Linked DNA regions of Mus musculus: region 2 is linked to region 1. The links are chromatin contacts, called in public HiChIP or PLAC-seq maps. All regions are on one chromosome and are shown on one strand. Each heading gives the region's core, a stretch centred on a gene start, on an enhancer-like site or on the middle of the called end of the contact. The rest is flanking DNA. Distances are from core to core; before and after follow the strand shown.

Evidence for each region. HiChIP or PLAC-seq counts read pairs in DNA pulled down with a chosen protein or histone mark.
Region 2: an H3K27ac HiChIP or PLAC-seq map of regulatory T cell precursor shows a contact between it and region 1, with 10 times the contacts expected there. The contact joins two enhancer-like sites. A contact is called at or near these places in 5 of 39 promoter capture datasets (cranial neural crest, frontonasal cranial neural crest, liver and 1 more), 35 of 484 Hi-C or Micro-C datasets (the AML12 cell line, the C10 cell line, CD8 T cells and 25 more), 14 of 115 datasets of contacts at active chromatin or transcription factors (bone marrow-derived macrophages, differentiating embryonic stem cells, embryonic basal ganglia and 7 more) and 1 of 9 other capture datasets (embryonic stem cells).

The regions. Positions count from the first base shown.
Region 1 is chr10:99,282,090-99,286,977 of GRCm38.p6, reverse strand. No RefSeq gene overlaps it. Among named protein-coding and RNA genes, the nearest start is that of Gm34921, 14 kb to the right of the region's middle. Within about 2 kb of position 1,952, at least 84 of the 459 cell types and tissues checked have an H3K27ac peak or open chromatin away from gene starts, as enhancers often do. A contact at or near this core is called in regulatory T cells and regulatory T cell precursor, where this site is marked.
Region 2 is chr10:99,579,348-99,584,235 of GRCm38.p6, reverse strand. No RefSeq gene overlaps it. Among named protein-coding and RNA genes, the nearest start is that of Gm20110, 27 kb to the left of the region's middle. Within about 2 kb of position 2,540, at least 43 of the 459 cell types and tissues checked have an H3K27ac peak or open chromatin away from gene starts, as enhancers often do. A contact at or near this core is called in regulatory T cells and regulatory T cell precursor, where this site is marked.

The sequences.
Region 1 (4,888 bases), core at 703-3,202:
CTCCCTCTGGATTAAAGCCAAAATTCTCACCGTGCTTCTGCCTCTCCAACACCTCCCCTGCTCACCCGCCTTCCCTCCTCCGTGGCTCTGGCCAGGCTACCCTAAGTCATTTCTTCTAATCTGCTATGCATTCCCCTACCCCGGGGCACCCTTCCTGAAAGCAGCTTTGACCCCACCCACCCACCCTACCTATCCCCTTATCCTATTCACTTTGAATAGGATAAGGGGACCTCCACATCTCTTAATCTAGGGTAACCCCTCTCTTCTCGCTTTTCATTTCCATGCATATTGTAACTTCCCGCTTATTCTAGATCTCCTCCGCAGGAATGGAGCGCTGTGAAAATTTTGTTCTATTTTGCTCACTTCTCCCTACTCAAAACTAGGTCAGTACAAATACCCACTAATGAAGCCAACATACTTTATAAAGTATGAAGTCACTTAGATTGAGATAAGGAAAGCCTACTTAATATGAGACATAAATCTGAATGAGCTTTCAGACGACAAAATTATCTCTCACTGGGATCCACAAATGGGGCCTGATGTCCAAAAGTCAGGAAGTATTTTGTTTAAGGAAATCCACCCAAACAGGGCGCCAAGGAGCCTGTGGCTGGGAGAGGGGAAGCGGATTCTGCCTTTAATGAGCGCCATCACGAGCAATAACTAGGAACTAAAGCCTCCAGTTCTTCGGTTGCAAAGTGGACATGATATAATAATACCTGCCCTTCTCTCTCGCACCTTCTTCTGGGTGCAATACATGAGATTATAAATGCACACCTCTCTTTTTTTTTTCCAGTGCTGAAATATTAAGGAAATCTTTGCCCTGATCATTAAGGCAACAGTTGGCCCCGGGTAGGGGAACGGGCCAGCAGGGCTTGGGGCCATTAGCTAAGACTGGTGTTTGGAGAGAAAGCAATGAAAAGCCTCACAGCAGATGTGGATACTCGCTGGTCTCTCACTTGGTGACCCCCATACATCTCCCAGGCGACATGAATGTTACTGGGCCCAATTAGCATTACCCTTTCACATAACATTCAAATTCCTGGACTTCCGAGGGCAGCCGGCCATGGCCATATAAGGGAGGAACGGAAAAGCACAGATAAGAGGAAAGGAATGGAGAAAGCAAAAGGTTACAGGGGGCGGGGGAAGGAGGGTTTTACATTCCCCCACACAAAGAACAAGATGTTGCCCCAAATTCTGTTTTCTGGAGGGAAAGAATTAACAAAAGAACTTCTACCAAGAGGCAGGCCATTCTCTGTGCCACTACGAGCATGTGTGGTGGGGTCTAGTTGCTATTACTATGGCTAATTTGTTTCTACTTACAGGGTATGTTGTTGTGTGGTTTTCTTCTCTTGTTCAGTTCATCTTTCACGGCCTCTGCCATTTTCACTATGCACAGTTAGTCATACCAAATCCACTTTATGCCCTAAAAACGTATCCCTGCCTTGACACAAAGCAGAGCTCTGTACATCAGGGCTCTTGCCTCCACCAAAATAGATTTCTACAATTCATTTTCATGCTGACAATGTGCATGCAAAGACAGGAAGGCACAGAAAATCAAATTGCTCAAGATTTTAAGTCAGGAAGAAGAATCATTTTAAGCACCCCCCATCCCTCTCCAGACCCCCACCCCCACCCCCACCCCCACTAACGTTTCTGGTAATTTAAAGGCTCCAGAAAACTTAAGCAGAACACTTCTCAAATAAAAATAAAAATGCTTTGACGTGTACCAACAAAGGGAGGGAGAAAGGGTGTCAAAAGTGGGCCGGCTGACAGCTCTCCTGACAAGGAAACCCTGAACCCTATTTTTAAACCTATCTGTGTAATTTAGGAGAGAAGTCACCATGTCTCCTGATAAAGCCTTTGGAGGCGGCTGGAGGATAAGTGTGCGGTTCTGAGAAAGGCAGCGCCGCCCACACTGAGAAGGCAGAGCCTCGCTCGAGCTTCTGTCTTTTAGCAGAACCAAAAAGAAAGAAAGAAAAGTGCATTTCCTGGGGGTGCGGCAGGAGGGGACAGGAAGATGGAAGCAACTACCAAAAGAAAAAAGACACAGAAGGCCCCAGATCTGAAAATGGGGTAAGCACCCACCCCCACCCCACCCCACCCCCACATCATTACTGATAACAAGTCAAAGACGAGCACCTCGAGGGGATTAGGTGAATGGCATGGAGAGAATTTGCTCATGACTCAAGGCCTATGGAGTACCGTTATTTCAAGTAACTCCATGGAGAGGTGGGACAGATAGGGGAGCTGCTTCGCCTCCGTGTAACAGTGAGGAGGAGCAGAAATAAGGAGGCGAGATGATTTGGTACAGGGATGAGGGCGGCCCTTAACTCCCAGCTGTTTGCAATGGAGCTGATGATGCTGTACCTTTTGAGTATTGCCATTAAATAACAGTGCCAAGTAAGCGTTCCTTAACACCACCATAGTGAAAGGCTTGTCCCGAGGTCCATGAGACCTTGAGTCTGTGAAGAAGGTAGCCACCAAACAAGGCACTAGACACAGTGTCTTGCGGGGGTGTGGAGAACAAAGAAATAAGTGGGCTTCCTGCCTCCTTCAGCTTCTGATTAGACTAATACCTGGTCTCGACTTGTAAGCTGACTATGACCAGTCTACGCTCCTCAACCCCCAACCCCCTCTACTGGCATGCACATTAGTGCGCGCATGCGCAAGAGCGCAAACACGCCCCAGGCTATAGCCAAGAGCACAGCAGCCAGCTCTGGATGGTTGACCCTGACACAGGCCCCAAAGGGCAATGATGTGACCGAATGAATGGAGTCTCTTATTAAAAATTAATTTCTGTCAAGCCAGATTACATGTGAACACAGCCTCTTTGTGATCGCCACCGTGATTTCTGGAAACAAACATAGGCCCTACTGTTGCCAAAAGCAAGGCCAGCTTAGGACAGTCTTGAGTCTTGATTGGCCAACACAGCAACAGGTTCCCCAAGGCTCACAAAGGCATTTGTCCCGTGGAGGACAGAGAGCTGCCTCTTCTATTTCTCCTCCTGCCCTGCACCCACTGCCTAGTTAGAGACTGCAAAGCTTGCTTCAGAGTGGTCTTGTCGCCTGAGAGCTTAAGCTTTCCCCTGAGAAGACAGAAGGATCATAGCATCATTGCCCTAAGTTCAGGGCTGACACTGGGGAAACAAAAGAGATAGCATGTGTAGCCCTTGAAATGCAGAAGGCAGGCCCTGCAAGGACAATTATTCTGTCTCCTACCACCCCACTCCTGGGCACCTTACCTGGGACATTAGCTTCTGTAAAGTTGCTCCTCAGTTTAGCCCATTAGACCCAGAGTGGTGTGAGCAGTTTAACGTGTTATTTTCTTGTGGCACAGGGTGGAAGGAAACAGAGATCTGGGATTAAAACACTGTCGAGCAAATGCACAGATCTCATGCATCCATAAATGCAATCTTTGATTTCTCCATTACATCTTTGACATCTTCTATCATGAGAGTAAGAAGGGAGAGTTAGGGGGGGCAGGGTGCAATTCTTGGTGTTGCTATACCTTAATATAGTGGCAGTATTGGTGAGTTTGATCTGGCATCCTTGATATAGCATCATATGATCTTTTGTGAATGGCGAGAACCTCAGCATTTGTAATTTGTGCTAACTCTTCTGGCTGAGAAGGAATAAGAAGGCCCAGTGTGTGTGCGTCCATCTAAAAGAAGGTAACCAGAGGGATTTGTGAATATAATCATAGTTGCGTAGAAATATATACATATCCTTGTTAGTTTTGAGAGTGAGGATAGAATTTGGGTAGAGTTGCCCACACCCATCATCACCTTAGCACTTGGGGAACTGAACCAAAAGGATTGCTGTGAGTTTGAGACTACCCTGCTACCCTGCATAATAGGCAGACTATTAAAATCTAGTGTGTGTGTGTGTGTGTGTGTATATATATACATATATATGTATATATATACACGTATATATACGTATATATATACGTATATATATACATATACATATATATACAAGGCTCAGAGATTATCATGGAAGAGATGCTTGAAGATTGTAGGAGCCAGAGGTAAGGAACAGCTGCTGCGAAACAGCGTTTCTCAGACACAATAGGGTCCACGTATAATACGTGAACTCACAGTGAGATGCAAAAGACCTCCATAAAAGCAAGCCAGCCAAAATTCTAGCATGAGCAGTAGAAGGCTCATGAAGTATGATTTCCCCTAACTGAGGAGCCATTGGCAACTGATGGCTGCCAGGGGAGAGACAGTTTTCTCCATATACCACCTAGTTTCCTGTGGTCCTATGCTGGTGTACATCCTGGCAGTACTAGGTGGACTGGGTGGGGATGTGGGAGGAACTGGAAGGAATAGAGTGTGGAAATGGAATATGGAAAACACATATTTGAGTATGAAATTATCAAACAATAAATAGAAAAATGGCATGAACTCTAACACCCACCAGGAATATATGGATATTTATTTATAGACCACTGTACCATATATTACAGAACGTATTTTTTTTTTTGAAAGCCCAAGACCTGGCCATCAAGATATGGCTAAGCCACAAAATAATTCTATTTTAAAATGTCAAAATTACACAGAGCATATGCATAAACCACAAGAAAGGTAAATTGGAAATCAATGATGAAATGTATATAGGATCTACTTCCAAATACTGGTAATATTGCATAAGACCTAGAAAAAAATTGTCAGAGAAATAAGAAGATATACTGAGCTGAATGATAATGCCAGAGGAGTCCCTGCTTTGCTCTGTGTTTCCATTGCTGCTGCTGAAGTACCATGGCCCAAAGCAAGTTGGGGCAAAAAGAGTTTATTTTACTTATACTTCCACATCACAATCCATCACAGAAGGAAGTCAGGGCAGGGACTTGAGACGGGAATCAAAGCAGAAGCTATGAAGGAGTG
Region 2 (4,888 bases), core at 1,291-3,790, 300 kb before region 1:
AAATATTGTTTGGTTTGAACCAGTGTAGGTCTTGTGCATGCTGCCACAGTCTCTGTAAGTTTGTTATGTATCAGTCCTATCGTGTCTAGAAGATGTTGTATCCTTGAAGACACCCACCACTGATTCTTGCAACAATTAGTCCCCTTTTCTACATAGATTCCTGAACCTTGAGTAGAAGGGTGTCATAAAGACATCCCATTCAGGGCTGAGTGTTTCTCACGCTCTGATGTCCGGTTGTAGATCTCTATGTTGATTGGCATCTACTGCAACAAGAAGTTTCTCTGATGAGGGATGAGTAATATACTGCTCTAAGGGTATACTAGTACGTCATTAGGGGCCATTTTATTGCTTTGTTCATTTAGCAGAACAATTGTAGTATTTTCCTCTAGACCCCATGAGCTACCCGGTCCTAAACTTCATTTACAGTGCCAGGTATGGTTTCTATCCCATAGAACAGACATTAAATCCAACTTTTAAAAAGTGATTGGTTACTCCCATAACACTGGACCAATGTTACCTAGTGAGCATATCGCCCATGCAGGTCATTATTGTAGCTCATAGGGTTTGTAGCTGGTGAGATTGCTCATTACATTTCTCCTCTTCTAGTTTGTATTATATTTTCTAGCACTATAAACACTAGCCAGTAGGATTGAAGTTTACAGTTGACTACCAACTCAATTTTTCCATGTATCTAAGTTCAGTGTCTTCAGTAATAGTTCTTACTATCAGGTTGTAGAGGGTAACCAATAAATAACATTAGCAATGGCCTGTAATGTTCAGGTCATCTATAGAACCCCTTTGATCAGCAACTCAAAAAGATGTAATCCACTCCTAGTACTGTCATACCATATTTGTAGGCAAAGAATCAGCCTATAGAATGGGAATAAAATATTTGTCAATTATACATCTAACAGAAGGTTAGAGTCCAGAATATACAAATAAGTAAAAGAAACTGAACATTAAGAAAACAAATAATCCCCCCCCAAAAAATCAGGTAAAGAACTAAACAAAGTTCTCAGAAGATTAAACACAAATGGCTGACAAACACTTTTTTTATAAAATGTTCATCATCCTTAGCCATTAAGGAAATGAAAATTAAAAAATACTTTGAGATTTCATTGTGCTCCAGTCAGAATGTGTTGCAGGAAATATTAAAAAGGACTGGTAGGCTTCCCGTGCTACTGCTGGCAACTCTCTGCCCCGGCGAGGTACCTCCAGCTCTGTCTCTAGCTAGCCCCTGCAGCGACCACTCATGGTAATCCCCGCTCTAGTTTGCTTGTCTCTGGAGCCACTAGTCCCTTCTCAGCCATAAACACACTGTGGCCTGCGGTCCTACCTTCCAGTAACCCAATAAAGCAAAATTCTGGAAGCTTATAATTAACAAGTCAGATTTATATATCAATAAATTCACAATTCACAAGATGCCCACACAATAATTTCAGGGCCAATTGATAATGATACAAGCTGCCCACCTAGATCAGACAAGTTATCCCAATTACTCTACCCCTATATGATATTCATAACTACCTGTGGCTATGTAAAGCCACACAGGATCAGGATCTTCTTCTTGTCCATCTGCCTCCATCTTGGATTCTCCTCGTCTCCTGAGACACTCTCTGTCCCTGCAACTCTTTGATCTGCCTCCCTTTTCCCTGTACAATCACAGACCTCCTGCTGCACTGATATTTTAATGTAATTGGACAGGGAAAATCCTGCCACAAGAATGGACAAGATTAATAAAACAAATGACAATAGAGGCTGGGGATGATATGGGGAAAGAAGAGCATGTATTCATTGCTGTTGGGGTGTATGAACTGCTACAGCTATTAAAGAAATCAGTACAAGGGTTTCTCAAAAAGCTGAAAATCAATCTTCCATCAGATCCGGATATATCACTCTTGAGCATACATCTAAGGGGCTCTAGAGCATAATGCAAAGATACTCGCTCATCCACGTTTCTTGCTGCTCTATTCATAATAGTCCGAAATTGGAAACAGCCTGGATGTTCATCAACTGATGAATGGCTATTAAAGAGATGGTGTAGCTATATACTGGAATATTATTAAACTGTTAAGAAAAACAAGATTTGCAAATAAGTGGATAGAGCTCGTGATGGTTTTGGATATGCTTGGGCCAAGGTTGGAGTACGTGTGTCACTGTGGGTGTGGTCTTTAATATCCTAACCCTAGCTGCCTGGAAGGAAGTATTCTGCTAGCAGCCTTGAGATAAAGATGTTGAACTTGCAGCTCCACCTGCACCATGCCTGCTATGTTCCCACCTTGAGAACAATGGACCTCAGAACCTATAAGCCAGCCCCAATTAAATGTTATCCTTATAAGAGTTGCCTTGGTCATGGTGTCTGTTCACAGTAGTAAAACCCTAACTAAGACAGAGCTAGACATAATTATCCTGAATTAGGCTCCCCAGATCCAGAAAAACAGACAATGCGTGATTTCCATGATACGTACATGTTAGCTTTTATGCTTTAGTTCTATGTGTTTCATTCAAGATACTATCTGAATCACAGAGTTTAGGTGACATGTTAGGTACCAGAGGGGAGGGGGGAGGCTCTTCTGAGGAGAGGCACATAGTATATAGTGTTATGGGGAGATGGAGAGGAAGTCAGAATGTGAAAATTAAAGGCTGTGGGGGATGGGAGGACAGGCTAGAGGCCAGACTATTGGGGGGGTACAATGAACACTAACGGTCTCTTAAGAAGCCATATGGAAAATTACTATTATAAAAGCTTTTTAAAATATATACATATATGAAAGAAAGCTAAATGGAGTTACCATATGATAGGAAGACAGACGTCTTACGCTTGTATCATATTTTACCAAGAAAGATTTGCCTTTAAGTCACCTGCCTTTGTGTGGTCATGAAATTATTTTGAAACCCCAGTTTTGCAATCCTTAGGCCTACAGTGGGTGGCTGTCCACAGAGCTTAACTCCATGCAGCTCTGGCGGCTGTCTCCTCCCGCCCACCACTTCCCTCTTTCCTGTCTAGACTATACATTTCTCATGTGCAGACAGGCCCTTGCTGCACTGGATCAATACGTAGGCGAGGATCACAAAGAACAATTTCTCGTACTTCCGAACCATTTTCTGTATCAAAGCCTCAAAATGTTTGGCATTTCAAACCTCAAACAAAACCTCTAAGGCAAAGCACATCTCTAGACATTCCAAATCAGAATAGAAGGCTACCATTTCTCCAAGTTCATTTTCATTCGAACTCAGGGGGGAAAAAAGATCCAACAGAGAAATAGCAAATGGTAGAGATGCTTGGGGAAATACGTTCAATGGAGACCCCTCTGGGAAATAACTGCCAAAGCAGTTAGAGCATCAACATGTCAGATTCAAAGCATCCAGGAAAACCAGTCAGGGTTTAGGAGAACTTTGGAGCAAATTTCTGACCAGATTTCTGTAAATTACAGTTTCAGGGCAAGTAGTGGGTGGCTTAAACTGCTTAGAATACATTTAATGGTGAAGAAAGTAGTTAGAGAGATTCTTTCAAATCACAAGCAATATTTTTCAAGGAACCCAGTACTATGCTTACTGCTGTGTGCTCAGGTGATGACATCAACAGGGACATCGCCCGTATAAAGCCTTTTGAATTCTGCCCACCCTCCCTCACAGTTCTCTCCTGACTTTTGCCACATATGCACAGCCTCTATTCCTGGAAAGGCCACTTGCTCTTAAGGACCTCGCAGCAATTTCACTGTAAGATTAAAGACATCGTCAGCCACCTGGGGGCTAATAGAAAGTGTCAGCCGTGCTGGTGGAGTTGCTTCCAGGGCAGCTGATCTCGCAGGACATTTTCCATAGATAGGAGATCAAAGAGCGAGCTGACTCCAAGATGCCCTCCTCCGAGGCCCTCTCTTGACCTTTCGGCTCCCCTTGCCATCTGCTTCCACTCTTGTTTAGTAGTAAGGCAGGTGGCTAAGAAGCACGTTAGTCCAGGATGACACCAATGGCCTGGGGTCATTCATAATGAGTAGTGTGGCCAGCCACCTTCAGCCTTTTTCTTAAACTCTCTCAGATGGTGTTCCAACTGTAGTGAGAAACCAGCTTAACACTTCCCATTGGCATCTTCTGAGAGTAATGAAGTAACCAACCTTTAAAAAACAATAGGCTGGCCAGGTGGTGGTGGTGCATGCCTTTAATCCCAGCACTTGGGGAGGCAAAGGCTGGTGGATGGTCTAGGCCCACATGGTCTACAGAGCGAGCTTCAAAACAGCTACACAGAGAAAACAACAAAGTAACACACACACACACACACACACACACACACAAGATAGGCTGACAAGAAGAAAGAAGATAGAGTGTTCTTGTTCCTTCAGCTCTTTAAAGCATCAGTTGAGCAACAATAACAAAAATAACAATAAAAATCCCGTGGCGGAATGTCTACTCCGAATGAAGAACAACGCAGAGGACAAAAAGAAAAAAGAAAAATCCATTGCTCCATATGAAGGGTCCCCAGAGACCTGTGAGAATTGCTGTCTTATGATGTGCTATTGATTGGTGGCTTGGAGAAAGGAAACGCTTAGGGACATAGAGATTTGTAATCTTATTTTCTTTGGGGAATAGAAAGTACAGAAGGAGAGGAAGCCACCAGAGAGATGAGAATGGAATGATTGGATCTAGAAAAACACCATAGTGGGTTCACTAATCTCAGGTCTCTTATGGGAAGGGGTGGGCACATAAAGTCTGTACGGAGAAGACAATGCTAAGGGATTGGCACATAAAGTCTGTACAGAGAAGACAATGCTAAGGGGTGGTTATGAAAAACTTACTATCTGTGAGGCAAGTCCCCTGTAAATTGTATTCCATAGGAATTTATAGTGCAAATACTAGTGCACATCCTCTCAGCTCTAGTACACACACACAC